Regions from separate parts of the Mus musculus genome. Here region 1 is linked to region 2. A link is a contact called in public HiChIP or PLAC-seq data. All regions are on one chromosome and are shown on one strand. Each heading gives the region's core, a stretch centred on a gene start, on an enhancer-like site or on the middle of the called end of the contact. The rest is flanking DNA. Distances are from core to core; before and after follow the strand shown.

Evidence for each region. HiChIP or PLAC-seq counts read pairs in DNA pulled down with a chosen protein or histone mark.
Region 1: a contact with region 2 is called in an H3K4me3 HiChIP or PLAC-seq map of pro-B cells, with 7 times the contacts expected there. The contact joins the promoter of Satb1 here to the enhancer-like site in region 2. A contact is called at or near these places in 11 of 39 promoter capture datasets (the C10 cell line, the HPC-7 cell line, cranial neural crest and 8 more), 3 of 115 datasets of contacts at active chromatin or transcription factors (embryonic forebrain, forebrain and pro-B cells) and 1 of 9 other capture datasets (embryonic stem cells).

The regions. Positions count from the first base shown.
Region 1 is chr17:51,830,866-51,836,460 of GRCm38.p6, reverse strand. It overlaps Satb1 (special AT-rich sequence binding protein 1), which reads left to right and starts at 3,814. Exons shown (of 11, transcript NM_009122.2): 1 at 3,814-3,991.
Region 2 is chr17:50,793,760-50,799,370 of GRCm38.p6, reverse strand. The region is part of intron 17 of Tbc1d5 (TBC1 domain family, member 5); the gene reads left to right. Among named protein-coding and RNA genes, the nearest start is that of Gm41598, 5.7 kb to the right of the region's middle. Within about 2 kb of position 3,705, at least 8 of the 459 cell types and tissues checked have an H3K27ac peak or open chromatin away from gene starts, as enhancers often do. A contact at or near this core is called in pro-B cells, where this site is marked.

The sequences.
Region 1 (5,595 bases), core at 2,565-5,064, 1.0 Mb before region 2:
AATGCCAGCATGCCTCCCTCCCGAGTGACTTTTTTTTTTTTTTTTTTGGACTAAGTGAAGAGATACAGACAAAAATGCAACTTTGGCTGATCTCGGGCTACAAGAAATCTGAATTGTTACTCAAGCCAAAGCCCATCCTGACCAATTTGCTCTGTTCTGTTACAAACACAAGGCTATAAATAATGGTTGTGAGTTTCAAGAACACCAATTCCGTACACATGAAGGAAAACAAAAACGTCAAGTGCACAAAGATGGAAGAAATGACTTTGAAATGTACTCATTCTCACACTAAATATTGTAGGCTCCAAACCGAACTCTACTCTGTGGTAAGCTCTGAAACCGGAATTCCGGCCATTATAAGGCTATCCACTTAAGACATCTGATCACATGATCTGTAAAGGTCTGAATTGGCCAAGTAGCCATAAAAATAACATCAAACCCAGATCTTCTGACTGTGTTCTCTTCCTTAAGAGAAAATTTGAAAGTTACATTTGTTTATTGTGTGGGTGGGTGGGCCTGGTTCTTGCACTGAGGTCAGAGAGGGTAACTTTGAGGCGTCGCTTCTCTCCTTCCATCAAGTAGGACCTGGGAACCAAACTCACGTTGGGTAGGTTTGGGGGCAAACACCTCTACCCACCACAGCCCCAGGCAACAGGCATGTTCAAGGCTGTACCACAGTCAGAAAGGGAATTTATCTTTCTCCTTGACTCAAGGCCTTCACTCAAATCAGTTATCATTTCACATTCTCATGCTGCTTATTCAGTAAGGCTAATCCTGTTTTATCCCTTTCCTTGTATGTAGTGTAGAAGGCAAAACTGTACTCTCTCTCTTCTGAAAAGATCAGTGGCTATTGATATTAACTCCTATTATCTATATTTTGATATGTTTTAGATCTACGTGTCTGTCAACTACTTACACTACATTTGGATTTGTTAGAAAAATGAAATCAGGGGCTTTCGAGATGTCTCGGGGCTCTGGAGCACTGTGTGTTTCTGAAAGACTCGGGTTCGATTCCCAGCACCCACGTGACATCTCACAACCATCTGTAACTTCAGTCCCAGCGGATGTGATACAGATCTCTTCTGAACTCCCCTGGCACCAGGCATGTAGATGATGAACATATACACGTAGGCAAAAGACCCCCCCCACACACATACACATAAAATAAGATGATTAGAAGTATCTTTAAACATAATTATACCACTTCATGCTGGATCCTATAGCAAAATACCTTAGACCTAGACACTAAAAAGGTGTGTGTGTGTGTTTATGCCACTTTAGAGTGGGTGCCTATAAACTTAGAGTTTGTAGATACTGCCTGTTACTGACTGTTAGGGATGGAAAGGAAGGAAGAAGAGAAGGAAATCCAGGCTGTTGGAAGCAAAGTGAGACCTTACTCTAAATGATGGGATTTATCTGATAAGCTGAATTACTAGGTAAGCATATGAGCGTATAAAAGAGGAAATGTTAATGCATTTTTGGGCTTCTGTTGTGCTCCAATTTTATATGTTCACAATAATAATCAGTAAAGGCTAAGCTTGCAGAGCCTCCATTCTCACCTGCCCTGCTCAGTGGGGACACTGGCACCTAGTTAGACAAGTCCCTACTTTGGCAAATCAAGGCAAGAAAATTTGAAGTCACCCAGGACTTGAAGGGAAAAACCTGAGCCAGGAAGAGAAACTCATGTTTTATGTTGTTTTGCTCTTTGTAATCACCCATAGCTTCTTGCTTTGCTTTCCAGGGGGCTCGTTGGCTTGGGGGTGGGGGGGCGAGGAGGAAGAAGAAGGGGAGGAGGAGCAGAAGGGGGAGGAGGTAGTTCCCCAAATGAAAATTAGTTCATATTTGTTTATGTCCTTATGCCTTTGGCATGGTATTTTGAATTATAAAAAAAAAGTTGAAAAAATTGGAGAATTCTAGGGAAATCAAGGATGGACGAGGGGGCTCTCAGAAAGCTGCCTGAACTATGTCATTTTGCTTCATTTAGAATGACCTCACCAAAAAAACAAAAACAAAAACAAAAAAAAACCAAACCAAACCAAAAAACAAAACACAAACAAAAACTCCCACTGCACCGTCGACGTGTTTGCTACCAAGGCTCAAATCGCTAGTCACCCACCGTGTCAGGCTTGATTCATAGGCAACCGACAGAAGAGGACCTGACAGAGCTTTTAGGAAAAACTGAATTCTCAGCCCACAGTCACTTTCCAGGAACTTGCCTGCAAACAGCTCTGCGCTGGAGGGATGGAACTCCCAGCAATCTCAATCCTGCCACCCTGACTGCCTTCGCTCCACATACAATTATTTATGGGGACTTAATGAGAGAGCAAGCCTTATGTGAAAGAACGCAAGAAAGTGCAGCTGCTAAAAACAGACCCAGGCAGTTCTACAGTCCTTATTTTTACAACTGAGCTTCTGCAATTCCTGCCACGAACCTAACAGCTCCACTCCTTGCCAAACACACAAAGAGAAAAGTAAAAACTGTTTTCGTTCTGCAACCCCCTTAACTTCGAGTAAACAGTAGTAATTTTCTATCGTCACGTTCAATGCAAATTTCCCAAAGGCGACACAACAGGAAACAAAAGACCTGTTAGTTGATAGCTTCCTTAGAGCTGGGGGTTGTGTGGGGAAGGAGTAGCAGGGGAGTGGGTTAAAGTTGATAGAGTCCAATTTCTCCCTAGCTTGGGGGTCCAAGCCTTCAGCTACTTTGACCTTTCAGAGTTCTTTGGAGCTTCACCAGTTGAAAAGGTCCCTGGGCCCAGCCTCCCCTCCTACGAAATCCGCATTTCTTGACCTCTTTGCCCCTGCTTTTGGGTGGGTCAGGGTGGGAGAAGAGACTTGGACAGTGGCTTAAGCATCTCCTTCTGGTTGGGTGCGTCGACCTACAGCTGCCGACAGGAAAATGATACTGATGCAAATAGCTGGGGTTGAGAAGGGGGTCTGCAAGAGGCCCCCTCCTCCTCCATCCACTATGTGTTCCTCAATAGGGGTGCCCAAGAGAAGAGGATAGCAAGAAGAGCCCATCAGTTTGAAGGGAAGGAGGTCCCCTCTAGGAAAGATCTTCTCCATCAAACATTGAAGAGAGGGGAAAACTTGGCCCGCATGCCCCTACTGGGGAGCGACACACCCCACACAAGCTGGCTTGCGGGGCGCGGGGGTTGTGCTCAGGCCTCTCACCTGACTTCCTCCTCCGCTGGCACACACACACACCAATGCCCCGCGCTCTGCACCCCCAAAGCCCAGGCAAACAACGACAAGAGGAAGCGGCGGGCGGCGAGGGTGCGCGGCGGGGGCGGTGCAGGTGAGGGCCGGGGCGGTGGGGCTCCGGGGCTCGCCCACACTTACCCTGGCGGCCGCGGGGTCGCTCTCCCGCAGCGACCCTGCACCCGGGCGGCGCTCAGGGATGTGGCGGCTGCGGTGGCTCGGGCTCGGCTCAGCTCGGGCTCCACTGCGCGCTCTCGGAGCCACCGGCCGCCCAGGATCCTGCCGCCAGGGGGAGAAGCGGCCGCGGGCGCGGGGGAGGCAGGCCGGGCCCGGTCGCTCCCGCTGTGGGGTCCGCAAGCCCCCCACGCGGGCGAGAGGCGAGAGCGCGGCGCCCCAGGCACGCACGGCCCCCGGCCAGCGTCGGGGGGCTCTCGTGGGGGCGCCCCGATCGCCCGCGCCGCGCTCTACACTGCGGGCTCCGAGCGGCTCCCGCGCCCCCTCCCGCGCCCCGCCCCGCCCCCGCCCCTTCCCTTCCCCCTCGGCCCCGCGCGCTCCCCGCTCGCTGCTCGCCGCGCTCTGCCCCCTTTAAACGCCCACTTCGGATGGGGAGAGGAGACAACTTGAAGTCAAGTTGCCATTAACTTCCGCGGCGGCCGCCAGCTCGGCGGCGGGGAGGTGGCAGCAGCTGCAGCCGCCGCCCGGGAAGTCCGCCGCCCGGCGCGCCCGCGCGGGGAGCCGACCCGGCCTCGGCCCGCACCGCTGGCCCGCGCTGTCCCGGTTCCACGCCTGAGTGAGTCCCGCTTCTTTGCTCCCTGCCAGTGCTGCTCCCGCTCTGGGTCTCTTGCCCGGCTCGCCTCCGTTTTCTGCGGATGCGGAACCGATCCAAACTTCTCAGTGGCCCCGGCTGGGGCGACTCTGCGCCCCTCGCGTGCCGGGGTCTTGCTGGCCCTTCTCTCGAGCGCGCTCAGACATTCGGGAGGACTGGGCTGGTGAAGTGAGGGTCATGGCCGGGATGCGGACTTACTTGGCGTCTTTGCCTCTCCCGCACACCTGCCCGGCAGGAGTCCCTCGTTAGACACTTTAGTCCAGGTCGTGGGCATGGCCCGCTTTAGAGGACGAAGGCGGCGTGGGGGGAAGCCCTCGGCGGGCGAGTGGGGAAAAGGGAGCCGCTCAGTGAGCCCCGGTGCGGGGAAGGAGGCGAGGTGCGGGGTGGAGTTGGAAAGGTCGCGCGCCAGATCTGGAGTTCACTTAGCATCCTCTCCCATCTCATCTCCCCCTGTTCTTTCCCGGCCAGCCCTACTTTGCTGGTGGCGAGCGGAGGTGGAGAGGGGCCTGGGAAGTTTGTGGCAACTTCTCTATCCCGAGAGCCACTCGGGCGCTGGGCGCTCAAGTTGGAGCCCAGAGTTTGAGAGCCGAAGAACAGCGCTCGTGCAGCCCACGCCGGCGATCGCGGGTCGGTCCTGGAGGGTGATTCGGGTTTGGGCTTGGGCGGGAAGCCGAGGGAGGTACATGGTGTCTTAGCTGGGACTGTGGCCCCACAGGTGCAGCCCAGGGGGCAACTCCTCATTTCCCTGCGACAGTACACACCCGAGAGCGGCGGCCTTCTACAGTGTTCCTCCATTGCAGAGCTCCCAGGGTGGCCGAACTGGGGTTGGGCAGCTCGAATGCAAGGGACTGAGGGGGCAAGCGGCAGGTCCAGATGGTGACACGTGCGTGTGCTTGGCCCAGCAAAAGGCGCTAAACAGGTCCCTTCTGGGATGATCCCAGAAGACCAAGAGGACAGCAGCTTAGAGCTCAGGGTAGAGGTTTTGACCCTGGCCTCCACCAGGGCCAGGTTTTACTTAACAAGATGTCAACCACAGGCTCATCTCTTAAAATGTCCGGTTGACAACTTTGACCTCTGCACCCTTTCTGGGAGAACTTTCTCTGAGGCATGTAGGATTCCCAGGGTTAAGACGTGGATTTCACTTGTCCATAGGGACCGGAAGACACCCAATTCCCTGGAGAGAACCTTTTCTGCTCCCGATTGATTGGCTGGGGTTCCATGTTTGTATCCTTGGAGGCCAGAGAACCCAACTTTCCCAAGACAGAAGAGGGGAATGAGCAAGAGTCTGGTCTCTTTCTGCCAGAAGTCAGGTTCTGTCCTTAAGCAGTACCTGGATTTTTTACAGTGTTTGTGCCTGGTGACAGAAGCTCAGCCTTCCAAAAACTTTACTTAATTTTACACCTTGTCCAGAGTGGATTTTCTGAAAGAGTGAAATTTTATTTTGTAGTCAGATTCTCCAGATAGGTAGGTAGGTAGGTAGGTAGGTAGATAGATAGATAGATAGATAGATAGATAGATAGATAGATAGATAGATAGATAGATAGATGAGTAAGTTATGCCATACTTTA
Region 2 (5,611 bases), core at 2,456-4,955:
GAGAAAAAAGAAGCTAAGCAAGATGAGCATTCAAGTCCATACACAAAATGATAACTGGTTCCACATATAAAAGCCTGCGAGATGATGGAGGCTGCTGTTCTGAGTGCTCTCGCTGTCCTAGCTTGATCAGGGCCTGCCCACAGGGTCCCCTCCCTAAAGCACTTTTTCCACAGAGAGCCTTTGAATTCTTACTTAGAGCGTCCACACTTCTTTTCTATAGAAAATGGGAAACAAACACATTTCTTTTTACTGGTGGGACTATTAGCCATGTATTGGAAGTAAGAAATAGCAACATGATGGCAAAAACTGCACAGAAAGCATAGCAGTTGTAGACATTCAGTCTCAGCAAACATCCCACCTAAGTCTTGGTTTCTGCCTTACAGGAATATCTACAGTAATAGCAGCATTCAGGATTTAGTGGTGTCCATAGCAATGGTAATGTCAGCACAAACAAAACTACATTCGTATGCTTTGCTTAAGTATGTCACATATAAAATTATTGTAAAGATTTTACATATTGGCATTTAAATTGGAGTTTAGTCCCTGGTGATGCCAGTTAATGTGTCATGAACTTATGTGCACATGCATGTGCGTCTGGAATGCCATGCACATATGTCCACATGCCTGTGCATGTGGAGCCTTCCATTGCTGTCTTCATGGTTTCAGTTCTTATATTACTTTGTCTATATGAAATATTAGGTTTTATACAATTAGTATTTAAGGTTTATTAGAGTATTCTGTTTACCTTTTATGAGAATATCTCATTTAAAATTACATTCTTCTCTTTTTAATGTAGACTGTCACACATGATTTAAAGAAAAGGAGACATCAAGTCATTAACATGTTGAAATGTATCTTAATGCCAGGAGACATGCCCACTTCCAGAATGGAAATGAATGTTATTTTATATATCTCTTAATTGTACTGTTTTATTGTTCTAAACAAATATGATTTCAATATTGCTTTGATAACAAGCTTTAGTCTGTTGTAATTCTAACTGATGGCAGGCAAATGAGTCAGAGAATCTCTTAATGCTTTAGTTTAAATTTTCTGAGAAACCAAGCCAAATGACTATAGAATATAAAGTTGTATCTCTGAGGAAATGTCAAGTATTAATATCACAGTAAGTGAGAAAGGAAGCGCATGAAGATGGAACAATCGCTGAAGACTGATTCCCCAGCTATAAGGAGGCAGCGGAGCACTTCAGCACCACAGTGGAGCCTGAGCATCACAGAGCATTCTGAAACTGATCCCTATCCTAAAAGAAATTGCCCTTGTTTGTTGTTTTATAGCTCTTTTAGTTTGTTTCTGGTTCATTCTTCTCATGTGAACTCCCACCAACACCCCCCCCCAAAATAACAACAAAAACTTATATTAACAACAAGAATTCCTGCTAGTGTTCCTACTTACATAAAAGATCAAATAAAGTAAAGGCCAAAAGAGCCATTTATGGAGCTGGAGCTTCTTACTTGATGATCTTCCTCCCTTACTGTAAAACCTAAACCATGCCTGGAGCTCTGATGGTTTTCACACCTAAACAAGCTCTCTGAGCTGATGCCTAGGAACCTGCGGACTCAGGAAACCTGTGCTGCTTACGGTGACAGATGTATCCTTCATTTGATGTTGAATAAAGAGAGTGCCTCCAACTCTGGCCTTGGTGCTGGATTCTTGCAGACCCTGTGTCCTCACTGACAGCTCCAGCCACCGCAGCCTGCCTGCAGGCTCCTGTTCTAGAGAGCCCTCCACCGAGTGACAGCCTTCTCAGGGGACTCCGAGGGAAAGTTCAAAGGTTGTTTGCAAAGACGGAAATGTGTTTCCTAGGTTATAGTGATTTGTATTTCTAAGGGGAGGTTCTGTCACCCAGATGCAGGCATGTGTAACTTAACGTTCATGGTGGACTTTATGTGTCCGCTGAGGAAAAGAAAATCAGCAGAGCTGCTGTTCCCTCATCTTCTTAGTAATCGTTACCTTAAATATTAAAATGAGAAATCTATATAGCAAAACGGGTAACTGGTATAGACTTGAAAATGTTCAGAAATTGAGCCTACCATTTATCAATTTAGGAAATGTTATTATGGAAACTTAGGTTGTGACCATTTTCTTTCTACCCAAAGCCTTTCTGTGGGATGTGGTCCCTTTCACAATTTTATTTTGGTTATAGGAGAACATTTCTCTGTCCTGTTAGTTGATAGGAATGCAGTAATGACACAGTGTGGCCGCGCTACAAATCAGAGTACATTAAGTGGCCAGAACACTGAGGGATGCTATCTCGTTTAAAATCGATTTTTACCAAAATGTGTGTGTGTGAGATCCTGTATATTATTATATATGTTAATCATATTATTTATAGTATATTAATTAGTACTTTATATATATATTAGTAAAATGAATACATAGTTGTCATATGCATGTATTATATAAAAGCTGAAGAAGAAGCAAGCCTACAAAGTCATAGGCTGTACACAGGAATCCTGGAGACTTTTAAAAGACTTGCTTTCTTCTATTTAGTAACCACGAAATAGCCTTCGACACTGCCGTCTCTAGGGGTTAGTCTGACGGCTGTGACTGGTAATTGTTGAACACTGCTGCCCCAGAAACAGAAGAGCTGGAGGGACGGCAGTGTCTGGGTGGCTCTCCTCTCCTCTCCTACTCTTCCTTCTGGGTCACTAAGACCTGCTCTCCCAGCTCGGTTTTCTTTTCTATATGCCCATCTGGTTCTTTCTTTCTTTCTTTCTTTCTTTTTTTTTTTTTTTGGAACACTGCTTTATTATAAGCATTTACTATGGTTTCAATTTAATAATTGCCTATAATAAAGGGATGTAGTTCACAGATGCATTTGAAAATACATGTGGTAAGTTTGAAATATTTTCACTAGGTAACATGAAATTAGAGCTTGCTTAGGTCTTTCCTATGAATTTCCTTTAAAGTTTAGTTTAAAAATATTTTTTTTTACATTGGAAGAAATCAGTTTTGAAAAAATATGCCTGTTAATAAGTGTTATATAACTTCCATATGAATAAGTCTTTTTTAGAAGATATATTTTAAAACATACTAATATTTGTAATGCCATAAAAATCTCCTCAGAGAAGTCCTTTATACTTTTATACTGAGGTTTCCAATCCACAGTATAGTAGAAACTTATAGTAGGAACTTGTGAACTTTTCCTTAGTAAAAACAGACACAAACTCTCCACTGGAAACATCGTTTTAAAGACATTGCTTACTTTAAAGACACGTCAGATGTTTATCTAAGTTTCCACTGTATTTTCTGTTCTATAAATTTTAATAATTCGATAAAATATTATAATATTGAGTATGAAAGGCAAAAGGTTGTCTATTTTCCTTTATCATATCTAATTATTTTTTCTTATGAAATCTAGGCGACGTAGTTACAGGAAGCGATGCTCAGGTTTCTGTTCCTGTCCAGGCTCTAACTGACCTCCAAGGTACAGTTGCCACCTCCCTGTCTACCATCTGTCTAATCACCCGTCTGTCATCTATTTATCCATCCTCTGTCTCTCTCTGTCTCTGTCTCTCTGTCTCTCTCTCTCTCCTCCCTCCCTCCCTCCCTCTCTCCTTCCCTCCCTCCCTCTTCTCTCATTTGTTGGCATGTACTGCCCCACCCCATTCTGGCCACTTACAGTGTCACAACTCTCTCCCAAACCCAGTTACTGGCCCTACTCTCCATTCAGCACACTGGTCCACTACCATAGTTTGGCCACTAAGTGGCACTGTTGTGTAAAACAAAAGTTCACTCTTAGGGCCTACTTTGGTGGCATCAGGCCTTGTGGATTTTCTGTTCACAGTGAAAACTCTTTTTCTTTGCCAAATATGATTCAACCTATGTTTGAGGTCATTTGCAACGTTATGTTCTGTAGGATGGCTGACACAAGGAAGGACTTTTGTTACTGGATGAATTGTTTGTAACAATATTTGACGAATTTGTTGTAAGATCTGTTTCTGTGTTTTAACTACCCATATTCCACCTAAAAAATTACCACTTGTCTTTTTCACAACCTGATTTTGAAATATTTTAAGTATTGCCTTCATATTAAAATTTTTGCCATACGATTTAACCAGTGTACAATGTAACCACCATAAATAGTGAGTCATAACAGTTTACAGTCAAAAACTAGCATTTTAATATTACCCATTAGTTTAGCTTAAGAAGTAAAAGCTTATCCATTTTCAGTACTTCCCATGGGATTTTAAGACATAAATATTTAAGATTACAATCATTAATCTTTTTCTTTGCACCTTTTAGTTGAAATACATTATAATGAGAATATTTATGTTACATGGAAGTTTAGAATTCAAGATTCTTTCATTCAAATTCAAGCTAAAATGAGAATAATAAAATAGTAATTAAACCTCATATCATGTTTGGCTTAATTTAAAATATTCATATGCATATAATAAACTAATCCTATTTATATTAAAATACTCTCCATCATTTTTCTTTTATCAAGATTTTATATTCAACAGTAATTATGGAACAAGCCAGTGTGCCTGCTGCAGGGCACACTGTTTTGTTGGCGCCAGGGTTCCCCAGTGTCCCTGCCTTCTTGGATGTTACTCTTGCTGTAGGGCTCTAAGACAACTCAGTCAGAACTGGCCCTTTGTCTGAATGTGTTTAGAATTCCCTTTGCCCCCACACTCTGACAGAGAGTTTGTCAGTCCGATAGAGAAGGTTCCAGCCACCGTGAGATGAACCTGGGGCAGAGGGAACAGGAGATGCTCTGCATCCCCTGAACTAGATAAGCCACTGTTTCCCTCAGCTCACTCACTGTAGCACCTGTTCATCTCATTGGGGTTTTTTGAGGAAAGAAAACCACAAAAATATTATCTGTAGGACATTACAGGAGCATAATACTATTTCTTCATTCTCTGACCTTCCTTCCAAGACATTTGCCAGCAGAGACTCCTAAGAGATGCTTGACAAATAACTTCCATTGTCCTAGAGTCCAAGGGACACAGCCATTTGCTTTGTGTGTTGAAAGGAAAAGGGAATGAAAAAAGGATAGACTATATCCAGACATGGTTGTGTCTGATCCCAATAATGCCTTTATGTGAAGTTAGAACCTCTGCATATATAGCCTATTCTAGGAGATCCACTCAATAAGCAGAACATAGCCTGGATTTCAGGGCACCATAGCAATCTGCTTCATATCTAATATAGTACACTGGTCCATACAGCTCTAGGACACTGCATAGCTTATACCTACATCCTGAGAATACCTAGCCCTCAGTTGAGTGAGGGCTGCGAATTTACCCTAGCAGGCCATGCCAGTGCTAACATTCCTTCTGAAAACTCTTCAGCTCAAGGCAACACTGTTCTGGAAGAAAAGGTTTTCAGAAGATCTCTGCAGGGAACTTCGTACAAAGACTGCTTTCTAAGTGTTGGTGTTTCCACAGTAACAAAAATATTATCAAGCTAGTTTACATAGTTAAGGAGGAAAATAAAACATTATATAGAGAGGTTTAATGCCACATCCAGGATTCAGAAATGTAATTATTTATTTTGGTATAGTTTTTAAGCTTGAACAAATCTGTTTGACTTATGCTAACACACACTAACACACATACCCCACAGGTCCTTGAACTAATGAATT